3 separate regions of the Zea mays genome follow, and all the other regions are linked to region 2. A link is a contact called in public Hi-C data. All regions are on one chromosome and are shown on one strand. The core of a region is the stretch at or near the end of the contact, and the rest is flanking DNA. Distances in the headings are between cores, read along the strand shown.

The links. A called contact is a pair of places that touch in the nucleus more often than the background predicts.
Region 1: a contact with region 2 is called in a Hi-C map of bundle sheath, with 2.7 times the contacts expected there. The contact joins the enhancer-like site here to the promoter of LOC100279586 in region 2. A contact is called at or near these places in 3 of 25 Hi-C or Micro-C datasets (bundle sheath, ear and leaf).
Region 3: a Hi-C map of tassel shows a contact between it and region 2, with 1.6 times the contacts expected there. The contact joins the promoter of LOC103655152 here to the promoter of LOC100279586 in region 2. A contact is called at or near these places in 2 of 25 Hi-C or Micro-C datasets (ear and tassel).

The regions. Positions count from the first base shown.
Region 1 is chr4:22,619,774-22,623,907 of Zm-B73-REFERENCE-NAM-5.0, reverse strand. No RefSeq gene overlaps it. Among protein-coding and RNA genes, the nearest start is that of LOC103652935, 17 kb to the left of the region's middle. Within about 2 kb of position 1,542, at least 19 of the 20 cell types and tissues checked have an H3K27ac peak or open chromatin away from gene starts, as enhancers often do. A contact at or near this core is called in bundle sheath, ear and leaf, where this site is marked.
Region 2 is chr4:23,025,316-23,029,456 of Zm-B73-REFERENCE-NAM-5.0, reverse strand. LOC100279586 (putative IQ calmodulin-binding and BAG domain containing family protein) reads left to right here and starts at 2,187. Exons shown (of 1, transcript NM_001152583.2): 1 at 2,187-3,694. The coding sequence starts at 2,369. The coding sequence ends at 3,562.
Region 3 is chr4:23,288,472-23,292,681 of Zm-B73-REFERENCE-NAM-5.0, reverse strand. It overlaps LOC103655152 (GRAS family protein RAM1), which reads left to right and starts at 2,006. Exons shown (of 3, transcript XM_008681950.2): 1 at 2,006-3,187; 2 at 3,827-4,210. The coding sequence starts at 2,006.

The sequences.
Region 1 (4,134 bases), core at 293-2,792, 400 kb after region 2:
TTCGATATTGTGTCCTTCGTCTCCTCATATTGAAGATCCAGAGACGAGCTTTGTCATCGCATCTATCATAGTTTGATACAACATATCGAGCACTCACCGCACGCTCGTCTATGTGTGCAAGACCAGACATCAAAACTACTAAGGCCTTGTTCGTTTGTGCCGGATTGGTGGGTCGGAACGATTCCTAGCCGGATTGCTTCTCTAATTTATATAAACTTTGATTAGGGCTTGTTCGTTTCCACCGGATTGGTGGGTCAGAACGATTTCTAACCGGATTTCTTCTCTAATTTATATAAACTTTGTTTAAACGGAACGATTCCGGGTGCAATCCGATACAAACGAACAGGGCCTTTGAACGATTCCGGGTGCAATCCGACGTAAACGAACAAGGTCTAAATAGACTGTGAGTCGAACAAGATCTATTAGACACGATCCATTTAGCCATAGCCGGCTGTCTCTGCGCGGTCTGGCCTCTGCCCGAACTGCCGAACTGCACTACTCCGCCAAACGCCAACAGCCAAAACACGGTATGAGTTGAGGACGGGGTGATGATTCACGTGTTGGAACCGGACCAGATATTTTGGTGGTGCCGAAGCTTTCTGGTCCAGAACCATATACTCCTATTATACTCTCCTAGTGCCACCGAAGAGCAGGTGTAGCTCCACTCCACTCCACTCCACTCCAACACGCCCTCCACTACCTTGCCAACTCATAATTGCTGACCACCATTATTGCTCTCCACCACCCGCCCGCTCGTGACGCAACGCAACGCAAACGCGCGCGCGGAAAGCCAGCCCCCGTTGCAGTTTCTCCCACTCCCAGCCCAGTCCCAGTCTGGGCTGGAGTAGTAGCGGTTGGTGGAGCGGGCGGGTAGCGGCCACGTCCGGACGGCGACGGGCGGGCGTGGTCAGTCCGCTGTCACGTGGAGCAGATGCATCCGGCACGTCTCGATGCCGACCGCGACGGCGACGGCGACGGCCGCGGTGGGCCGAGTAGATCTGTAGATGCATGCGCGGCTGTCTGTGTCCTCGTCACGGTAGGTGGGGGCGGCTTTCCGCTGCCCGCTGGTGTGGTATGGTAGGCCAGTGTCCCGTGGGCCCCACGGCAATGGAGGGTCTACCGGCGTACCGCGCGGATCTGGCTTCACCTACCGCCCGCGCGAGTCGCGACTAGTGGCTCGCCCTGGCACCTACCTACTCGGGGACGGGGGGATGGTGAAAGGGGGGACCCGACCCGATCTTTTCGACCATACATACATGCCCAGTTTCGGCCATACGTGCGCCTAGACGTTTTTCGCAATCGCAGCACGTTTGTTTTTCCAAATTTCTCGAGTTACCTTTGTACTAGCAGTAACATATTCATGCGTACCTAATTTAGACGACGTTATCATAATCATATTCCTCCCTTTTTTCCCATTTATATTACTGTAGTTCAGTTCATTCGAGGCTCAAAGTTCCTAGCTTTTAGTAGGTCTGAAATCGGCCCAACATGACAGCTCGGCCTCCCCCGCACATAAGTCAGTTGGTGGCCACTTGGGCTTACGCATCAGGATACGTTTCTTCACGCTGTCGGCGTAAATCACACTGTTTTCTGGTAGGAGTATACCATGGATCGATCCTTCACCCTTTGACCAAATATGAAGGGAAAAAAAAAGAAGCTTACAGCGAAAGCTTGGTAAGAGGTTCTTTGGTTCACACCATGACACCAATAATTTACTGACTAAAGTCTAGTCACTTTTAGTTCATAAACTACCAAATAGGACGACTAAATTAGGTATTCCAAACAAAATTTTCAGAAACTAAAGTTTAGCTCCTAAAGTTTATCGGAGTGACTAAGGGGGTGTTTGGTTACACCCCGCTAAAATTTAGCTCCTGTCCCATCGAATGTTTGAACCTCCGTTCCGGGTATTAAATGTAGTCAGATTATAAAACTAATTTGTCAGCCGAAGATTAAAAGACGAGACGAATCTAGTCCAGTTGGTTGGGTCTATATTTCATACTCCTATTTAAAAGTCAAACGATTGATGTGACCCGGGCTAAACTTTAGCAGGAGCAATCAAACACCCCCTAAAGCTACCAAACCCTTCTAAACCTTGCCAATAGTCAAAACCTTGCCAATTGACTATTGGTGTGCACTTGTGGACGGTGCTCCCTAAGAAAAAAAAATCTCTTAGACACTACCGGATACAAATCTGCAGGCCATAAATGTGATCTGGTATTCAGAGATTTTTTTTCCTGCTCTCGAGTCCTAGTCACTTGCTATTCTCTTCTATTTTAAAGCCCGTGTTCTCACCGTTTATGTCCTAGTGGGTTTTCTTTGAAAATGCACATGCTAGTGCCTAACAATAAAAAAAACTAGAAGTTTAGTCCAGCTTTAACAGATTGATAAGTCTTATATTTTAAAATATGACACTGACCTTAAGGTACCAGTACCATTGAACAGATAAACCTGGATTCATTTTGGGTTGAAATTTCATGCATATACTAGCACCCACGGTACCTGTCAGGCCTATTTTTCTGCCGGACACATGCATAATAGGCTGCCCGCTAATTTTTAAATAAAACAATTCGAGTTAACGAATCGGGTTCGGGTCACATTTTAGATGATCAGGTTTTGTTGAAATACAAGAGAACTGGCTACCATCTTTATTGCATTGTCTTTTAGATTAAATTATTCGATGTTAACTACCTCCTAGAAACTTAATATTTTAATTTGATTTTATACCAAACTATCTTAACTTTGATCAAGTTTACTAAAAAATATTTATATTTATTTTACCATATAAGTATTATTATATGAATTTGAAACATATTTTAGTAGTGTATATAATAGATTTCATAAATGTTTATAATATTTTTCTATAAATTTAGTTAAAATTAAAATAATTTGTCATAGGATAAAAACTAAATGCTATTCTTCTGAACAGCGGTAATACATGCAATTCAATATTGTAGCAAAGCGAACTAATTGATATCGAACCAATATCTGACAAAACTTAATTAAAATAAACTATGCTAAGGAGATTGCTAAGTACAAAGTGAATTGACTAACCTTCTTTACGAGCTAAACGTTTTGGGTTTAACTGGTTATCATGTGAGTTAATAATTCCGAAACAAGATTTGCAGTTTTTTAGAGAATAAGTTTCCCTGTCTTTATTCCTTGCGAGTTGCGAAATGAATCCCAAACAAGATTCAGTATAGCGTATTTGAGGCATGCCCGTCAAAAGAGTCCAGATCTAAACTACTAACCGCCTGAAAAGATATACGTGGATATTTGAACTTTGATGGCGCATTTGTGCCTCTGTATTTGTTTGAATCTATATGTGGATATTTGAACTTTGATGCGCATTCAGCAGCAGCATGCAGTAGTAGCATTATGCTGGTTTCATCGTCACGGGTCGTGCCACATCAGATTCTGCTATTAGTTACCATTAGCTTTTATTTTAGTCTATAACCACCTCACGGTCATATCCATTTTTCTTTTATAAACTATTAGTTGACATGAAACACGTCATTTTATTAAATAAAAATACATCTAGTTATATAATTTAAAAATATAATTTATAAAGATAAAAAAACAAAACTTAAACAAAAAATACGTAATTCATAATTTATGGAAACAACTAATACAATACTTAACTCTATTCCTTTGCTTCTTTCTCCTCTAATTTATTATTTTTCTCAACTTTTCTAAAGCCAATTTGTGGGTCCTTTTCTTGTTTTTGTCCATACCAGCGATGGAGCGATCCAACAATTTGTTGAATTTCTCGAACAACGTATTTTAAATAATCCTCACGGTAGCCTTATAGAGCTTCTTTAGCATTCTGTTCAATGTAGATGGGGACTCACCACAACTTATTGTTGGGCTCTACCCCTTCCGTTGAGTTCTTGCACTATCGTGATCAATAGGGTATGGTGTATCCACACTTTCATGTTATGTGGAGTTATAATCGTCGTTTAAGTAGACGAGATCTTTTGCTCCCATTGCTCGAGTCATCGTCACTGTGTCTCGTGCACCATTTGGGCTGATGGTGAAGAGTGCACTACATATGCTCTAGCTTGAACTCAGTTTTGTCAAGCTTGTTGCGAAAGCTCTCTTTGGGCTTTGGCTACTTCAAGCAGCATAACATCATCT
Region 2 (4,141 bases), core at 938-3,437:
ACCGGATGTAAACGTAGGTTTTAGACCCAATCTCCAATAAGGTGGGGTTCCGAAGACAAGAAGACGGGCGACAGCACGCGCGCTTACAAGCAAGTAGCGAGAGCTAAACTTGATCTAAACAAAACCCGTTGTTCTTGGTGACGGCTAGGGCGTTTATAAACATAGGAGGATGGCCACAAGGGTATTGGGGTCATGCTGCAACACTAGGATGCGTCCCTAATGGATCCAACTTGATACACGACCCATTGGGGCAAAATAGGGTGACACAACACCATAGCAGAAAAGGCAGGAAAGCTCTTGATAAGGAAACAATGATTGCGTCGGCCTTAGAAAAGATATGACTATAATTCTAGATCCATATGAAAGTAGACTTGATAAGCTTTCCATGTAGTACATGACCTTCCAAATCGAAGTCTGCATGTGACCGTGGTGACCGTCACAAGTTGGTGTTCTTCTGCGGTTCGAATCTAGCTTGCTCAAATCCTTTTCCCTTTCGGTCTTCTCCCTGGTTCCTAAGCAAAACAAGAGTGGACGGGTCTCCATGGTCTAAATATGATGGACATGAACTCAAGAGTGTATTCACCTAATGGTTGAGTTGACAAACATGAGTGTGAGTAATGGGACATAAATTGGTACTTATATTGACATGGATATATCAGTGGTGTGGATGTCCTCATCATCCTCCCCTTCTTGCATTTGAGTCATCCTTGAATGAGGGCGAGAAATCGGTCAAGCTATGTGAGTATGAGGGCTAGAAGCATTGGAGTTAGTAAAGAAGCCAGCAAATCCATATCATGTTTTCTCTTCATAGGAAACGTGGATCTATTGTCCAGTCAGAGAAAGTCGCCCGCACTCTACGTTGTGCTCATCCACATCGACGATGGCATAGCCATCACCGTGCGTTCTTCAATTCGCCCTTGTCATCGGCTCTTTCATCCCTAGTGTTTTTTCGAGTGGGTCAGTAGTTGTGTGATGGTTCTTCTTGGTACGCCAAAAAGATCGCCACGAACATGAAGGCGACCATCATTAAGTGGGAATCCAGTCCACGCAGACTCGCTCGCTCAACGTCGATGCACGTTCTAGTTTTCCACGGCATGCCCAGGGCTCCCTAGTGCCATTTCATCATGTCCCCATCGGCTCTGACCCCGCGACTGCCGGCGAACATGTGCAATGGCAACGACCGCTCGACACTAGATCATGCTGAGTAATCCGTTTCTGGCATCATCGACATCTCTACCGATGTAGTCTCCTCCCACGCACCGGACCACCTCCTCGTCATCGTCCACGACATCCTCGGTAGGTGTGTGCTCATGCCCGTCTCACCCTTCCTCATCAGTTCTGATCAACCTGCACGCCTCTCCACTCTCTAGGGTTCCACGGTCCCACATGTGCCATCACCTTGCCTATCCGATCTGCCACCTCGTCGTCTCACATGTTCCATACCAACTCCGCCGCGTAGCCTCTCTGCGACGTGATCTAGATCTAGGTATGTATTCTTCCAACCCTGCAATCTCATCTCCCATTCCCGCTCCTCCTTGGGTAATCCATCGCTCTTGTCAGAGTGATATATGTCGATTGGGGTAGCTTGGATCAGCTTCGCTCCTTTTCTCGGTTCTGATGGCATGGTTGGTTGTTGCCCTATGCAGGTTGGCGAACACAAGGTTGATTTGTCCCTTATGGTTGGTTCATAATGAGTGATTGTCAATAAGTAGCGTCTCGGATTGAGTCGTGGACTAACTGAGACATGAATTATGTGTTATAAAACCATGTCAATATCACTAGTAATATAAATATAAGATTAACATGGTTATTTATTTATCATATAAATATATTTTAACATTTTAAAATGTGGATACATTATTTAAATTATATTCATCTATAAATAATAATTAGTGATAAAAATAAGTTTTAAATGGTTTTATCGAAATTCACGCATGCTAAAATTATTGGATATATGCCGGTTTTACCAAATACGAATTTAGAACTTGAAAAAGAAAAGTACTAGAAATCAAATTTAGACATACTTATATTAAAATGAAATACAAATACGAATATCTATATAAAGGAAATCCATATCAGCTAACACCTATGTGGTCACTACTGACGACCATGACAAACATGGGCCCACGCGTCACCAGAGTCGTTGACCCCTCCTTTCCCCACGTTTCCAGAACCCTCCCGAACCACAAAACTCGTCCCAGTGCTCAAGCAATTCGAAGCTCCGGAACATTCCGAAGACGACCAAAGCCTTCTCGAACTTTCGCACTCGTCGTATATAGGCACCGCGACAACATCCCCTACCATCACACCATCAATCACAGAGCAACTGGAATAGCAGCTCCAACAAAAGCCCAACGCACCAGCAGCAATGGCGTCTCGCCGTTTCTTCTACGACGACCCCTACGACTACTACTACACCTCCCCGTACCACTACGCCTACCCCTATTACCGGTACCAGCACCCCGCTCCGTCCCGCGGCGTCGGCGGGTTCTTCCCGGCCGCCGCAGAAGCCGCGCCGGAGGCGGTGAAGGTGGACCCGCGGCCCAGGGTCGAGTCTTCGAGGTCGGTCTCCGTTCCCGTCCGCTTCGTCGGTTCCGATCCGGAGCCGGTGCGCGGGGCGGCCAGGATGCCACAGGCGGCGGTGCTGAGGAAGCGGGCGCCGTCGTCGGAGGCGGCGGCGATTAGGCTGCAGGCCGCTGCGCGCGGGTTCATGGCGAGGAAGTCGGTGCGTGCTGTTCGTGAGGTGGAGCGTGAGGCGGCGGAGGTCGGAGAGAAGGTTGCGCGCGAGGCGGAGGCGCTGCGCGGGGACGCGAGGGCGCGGATCGCCGTCGGGGAGACGCTGATGAAGATGCTGCTGCGGCTCGATGCGGTGCGAGGCGCGCGGGAATACCGGAAGAGGGTCACCAAGCGGGTCCTCGCGCTGCAGGATGCTGTTGACGCCCTCGAACCAAAGCCGGCGCCGGATTCGGAGGTCGTGGCGGAGGAGAACGAGTCTGAGGTGACGTCCGAGATGGTGGACGACAGCGCGGAGGCGACGGAGATGCCGGTCGCCGCTGAGCACAGCGGCGGGGTTGGGGTGAATGCGGCGGCTGAGACGGTTGCCGATATGGAGGTGGACGGGGGCAAAGCTGACAGCGAGGCGGTGCCAGAAGCGGTGAAGGAATCCGAAAATAAGCAGGACGACGGGCACATTAACGGCGACCAGACGGAAGTCTCCAATGAGGGCGAATGGGAGATGGTGGCGGATGAAGCGGAGCCTACAACTGCGGCGACGGGTTCCACCGAGGCGCCCCCGCAGACACCGATGACGAGCGAGGTGATGAGGCCGACAGGGGAGGCCGGAGCTGCCGACAGCGCCCTGGACACTCGGAAGGTTATGGAGATGGTCGCGGCCCTGTGCGAGCAGAACGCGCAGCAGTGCGCGGTGATCGGGGCTCTGGCGGAGCGCGTGGACGCGCTTGAGCGCGCCGTGCGGCGGGTGGAGGACGCCGAGCGCCGCCGCCGGCGGGGCAAGAAGCTGAAGAAGGATGGGAAGGGGAGCAATAGGTGCTACACCGATTGAGGACAGCTCTGCTTTCCTTGTCTGTAGCGACGAAATATTAGTTGATTATTGTTTTGTAAACTTCGTTTCATTTGTTTTTGTGCCCCCAAAACTACCGGGATGGATGTTTGTTCCCGTTTTGCATCGAGAAATAAAATGATGTCTTCATTTTTTTACTGTACAAGTTTCTGAATGTTTGATTGCTACGATGGTTTCCAAGTTTTTTTTACAGTCGAGCTGAAATCCGAGGAGGTTTTTGAGCGTACAGTTGGTATCATCATCAGTTAAACCGAAACCGGCACACATCTAGGCTGAGGGAGACCATCATAAAATGTGGGTACCGTTATCCATCTCTTATCCTGCCGAATTATTCTTTCCTTGTTTGATTTTAGGTCTGTTTGTTTCGTTGGAATTAAATTTTATTTTAATAATTATAATTTAGATAAAATTAAGTTCATATATTTATATATATAATATAATTGTATATTATCTTAGATTATATGAGAGAGATAGTTATATACTACATTCATGTTATAGCGAAGCAAGTAAAGAGTGTGTTATAAGTTGTATATCGAAAAAATAGCATGTAAATCTATATAA
Region 3 (4,210 bases), core at 757-3,256, 260 kb before region 2:
GGTTATTTTCTGCTTATATATCGAATTGATGGAAAATATATACGTGGCATCGAATAATACACAGCATTACATATCAAAATTTAAATGCGGGGTCTGCCACTGTCTACAATTGGGCTTATGGCCATGGGCCCCAACTGAATCGGATTTGCGTTATTGTCCTCTACTTATGTACCATAAACAAAATTATGATAAGGAAAAAAATTCCCCATGCATTGGTGAATTTTTGTACAATATATAGTTTAGCTCACCTTTATTGTAGAGAGGTAGAGAGAGATATGCGTATATATAGCATGCATCTTTTTTTTGTCGTCTGCATGGGATACGTACAAAGTCCAGAGGAGATATGTGTATGCAATATTCCATGTTGCTACATAGATTATGCTATAGAAAGGGGACATCCTGGAAGAGCACAAGGGAGTTAAGCTGGTTAGGATGCTTCCGCCCAAGAGAACCCCTCCTAGGGGGGGACAGCTCCAACCACTCTTGGCCTTTGGGAAATCCAAGGCGTAGGCGGACGGCGTTGCCAATGCCCATACATATATATACGGACGAGTCCCAGCAAAGTTTCTCAAAGAATATGTGTTTTTATAAGGAATAATAGCATCAAACCATTGCGTGTAACACTTAATTATATATACACTATGTTAGATGGATTAAGATTAGTTTATCAGTACATATGTATACCGATGCAGTTTTATTTGTGTTACTTTTGCTATTACTTATTACTAGTATCACAGTGAGATTGGGCTCTGGTAGTGCTAATTTATTGTTTAATGAAAGAGCAGTGACGTCAAAAAAAAAACAACTATGTACGAAGCACTAAATCCTACATCTATATCATCATCATCACTATATAATCCATCATCCATAAGTTTGCAAAACTCACCTAACCTAATCACGCCCTACACCTATGGCATCCCCTGAATCAATCAAATAAATTACACCTAGACGTAACATAACATCAAAACTAATGATTCAGATAGTTGGAAAAGCCTTTTCTCCCTTACTCAAATTTAATGGACAATATTATTTGGATCGTCCCTCCTCCCTTCCCTATGACCCTCCCAATCTCTCCTCTCCCTCCGCCATCGTGTCCCCTCCCCCGCCCCCCTCACTTGCGTTGTCATCACCGCTGTTAACCCCTCACCTCGCGCTGTCTACAGGCCCTCCTTTTTCTGGAATCGTAGCGTTAGCATGTGCTATATGCTAATAGTAGTTACAACACTTAGGATTAAAACAGGCTTCATCTAGTTCCTGACCACATCGGAAGAAAGTAGAAGCAGTACTGCATGCATATCACCACCCAGATGATCATGTCTAGATGATCACCTCTCTAGTAGCAAATCGTTTACTTTGTGTGCTCTCTTCGTGTGTTTTCAGTTAACTGTGAACTTATATACTTGCATTGATTCCTTTAGAGCGAGCTAGCTCTTCACAGATATGTGGTGCATATATATAGGAAGTGTGTGTGTCTCGCTCATATTTTTTACCGACGATGTCCCGTCCCGTAGCAGGGTTTCCTCCAAAGTGAGTCCCTTGTCCCTTGTACGTTGGAACACCCTGGTTTCTTGTGAGACTGAGACCTGCTTCTCGTCGCTTTGTCGGCAGGTGCCTTCGACCAATGGACAATACCCAGCAGTAGGGAATTTGGCAGAGACATTACCTGAGCAACCGACCAAAACTACTTTGACATGTTGTGCACAGCCACAGGCCAAGGCAATGCCTCCAAGAATAGACGTCTATTCATGGAGCTAGTACGACACCTGCAACCAAGATGGACGAATTAAAGAGACGCCAAACACACTGCAAGCTCCTTCCCACGCACCTTCAATTCGCCTTCTCTCATAGACCCGGCCGGTTAAACGTACTCGTAGTAGTGACTAATTTGTAGCTGTATCAATGCCAACCTAAGCCCTGCTGTTGTCCATACAGAGAGTGTTCTTGTTATATGCATCCCGTGAGATCTAGCTAGGTGACCATTGGCTGGTCTCTCATGTGTTCAAGCATGGGGATGCTCAACTGCGTAGACACGACCTCCGGCGCCGGCGCCAAACTCCAGCACCAACAACAAGCTCCGACATCGCCCACCGCCTCGGTGTCGGAGTCGAACATCGTCGCGCCATCGGTGTCGGCCGATATCGACGCCAACGATGCCCTAGCCAGCCTACAGGCGCTCAGGTTCGACGGGGACATCGACGTGGAGATCCAGTCGCCGGACATCGCCATGTGGGAGTCGCTCTTCGCCGAGCAGATGGGCGCCGCGGGGGGCGACTTCCTGATGCTGTCTCCGAGGAGGGACTTCATGGCGGCCGGAAGCCCTAGCAGGAGGGACTTCATGGTCTCCTCCCCCAAGAGGGACTACATGGTGTCCTCCTCCCCAAAGAGGGACTACATGATGTCTTCACCGATGAGGGACTTGATGGCGTCGTCCCCCAAGAGGGAGTACATGGTGTCCTCGCCTCGCAGAGACTCTTCTTCCTCCAGGAGATCGCCCTTCTCGCCCAACCTCTTCAGCACCAGCGGCGGCGGCCACCAGCACGGCTACGCGGCGCATGGACCAACAGATGGAGGTGTCGGCGGCGCCGGCCAGCCGCTGTACGGCGGCCTTGCTAACCACCACGGCAAGGGAAAGTCGCAGAGCCCGCTGCACAAGGGGTACATTAACAACAGCGGCAACAAGCAGAGCACCGGCCCGTCGTCTCTCTCGTGCTCGTCGTCCTACGGCCATGCCGACAACGACTTGCCGTCCATGGACACCTGCTTCCTGGACGACTACAAGGACGGAGGCTACATCGGGTACCAGCAGCAGATGCCGGGGAAGCAGCAGGCGGCGCCCGGAATAATGGTGAACAACAACGGTGGGTGCTCCACCGCGGTCACCACGGTGGGGGTGGCTCCTTCGCCTTCTTCTCACCAGCTGCCGACGCTGTCGGAGTGCCTGGCCATGCCGGAGCCTGCTTTTGTAGGCGGAGAGGAGGCGGCAGCCGGCGGGCTGCAGATGGGCGTCGGCCTGCCGTCTGACTTGTACTACGCAGGACAGTTCGCAGGCGGCGGCGGCGGCGGCTTGACGACGACGTCGTCGTCGTTGCAGCACCAGATGGCCAAGTCCGACCACCAGTGGGCGGCAGCTGAGTCGTCGCTGCACAGCATGCTGGGTTCAGTCATCCAGACAGAGGCTGACGAACAGGTAATTTATTTATTTACCATATCTAACCCACGTTGAATAACCATATATACATACGCACGCATGCATGCAAACGCTACTTGTGTTGGAAGAACTTGACATGCATATCAAAGTACCAAACATGGCATGTTTCCTTGAGTTCCTTATTATGCATAGAAAATAAAATAAAATAAAATAAAAACATGGCATCAGGCTTCTTCCTGGATTGGCCAAATGGTCACAGTGCCATGCCATGCAAACGGCGGTAGAAGCTAGCTAGCCAGAGGAAAGACGATGCATCCGTACGTATATCTTGTTGTTTGTCTGAAGCTATAGCTCGGCCTTGATGCTTCTAGTTGGAATCTGCGCAGAGAGCCCTGCATGCGATGATATTTTTGGGTCCTCGTTAATATCGGAACGTGCGTACGTGACAATAGCGCAGTCCAAAACCACCGTGTTGCTTCTCATGAACACGTGTCGTCTACGTACGCGACGGCGACGGCGACGGCAATTGGCGTTGACTAGTACAATTTGAGTATTTCAGTTATATTTCGTGAGCATTTCTTTTTGCGAATTATTATTTTGTGATCAAGTTTAGAGTTCTTGTGTGATGTCCAAATTTGATGCGCAGTTATTAACGTACTCCACTCATGATGCATGCAGGAGCAGGACAGCGGCCTTCAGCTGGTGCACCTGCTGCTGGCGTGCGCCGACTTCGTCTCCAAGGGGGACCAGCCGTCGGCGCTGCGCCACCTGCACCTCCTCCGCCGCGTCGCCTCCCCGCTGGGCGACTCCATGCAGCGCGTCGCCTCCTACTTCGCCGACGCCCTAGCCGCCCGCCTCTCCTCCAACAACCCGTCCTCCTCCGCCGGCGCCGGCGCCGGCGCCGGCGTCGCGCCCTACACGTTCCCCCCGTCGCCGGACACGCTCAAGGTGTACCAGATCCTGTACCAGGCCTGCCCCTACATCAAGTTCGCGCACTTCACCGCCAACCAGGCCATCTTCGAGGCCTTCCACGGCGAGGACCGCGTCCACGTCGTCGACCTC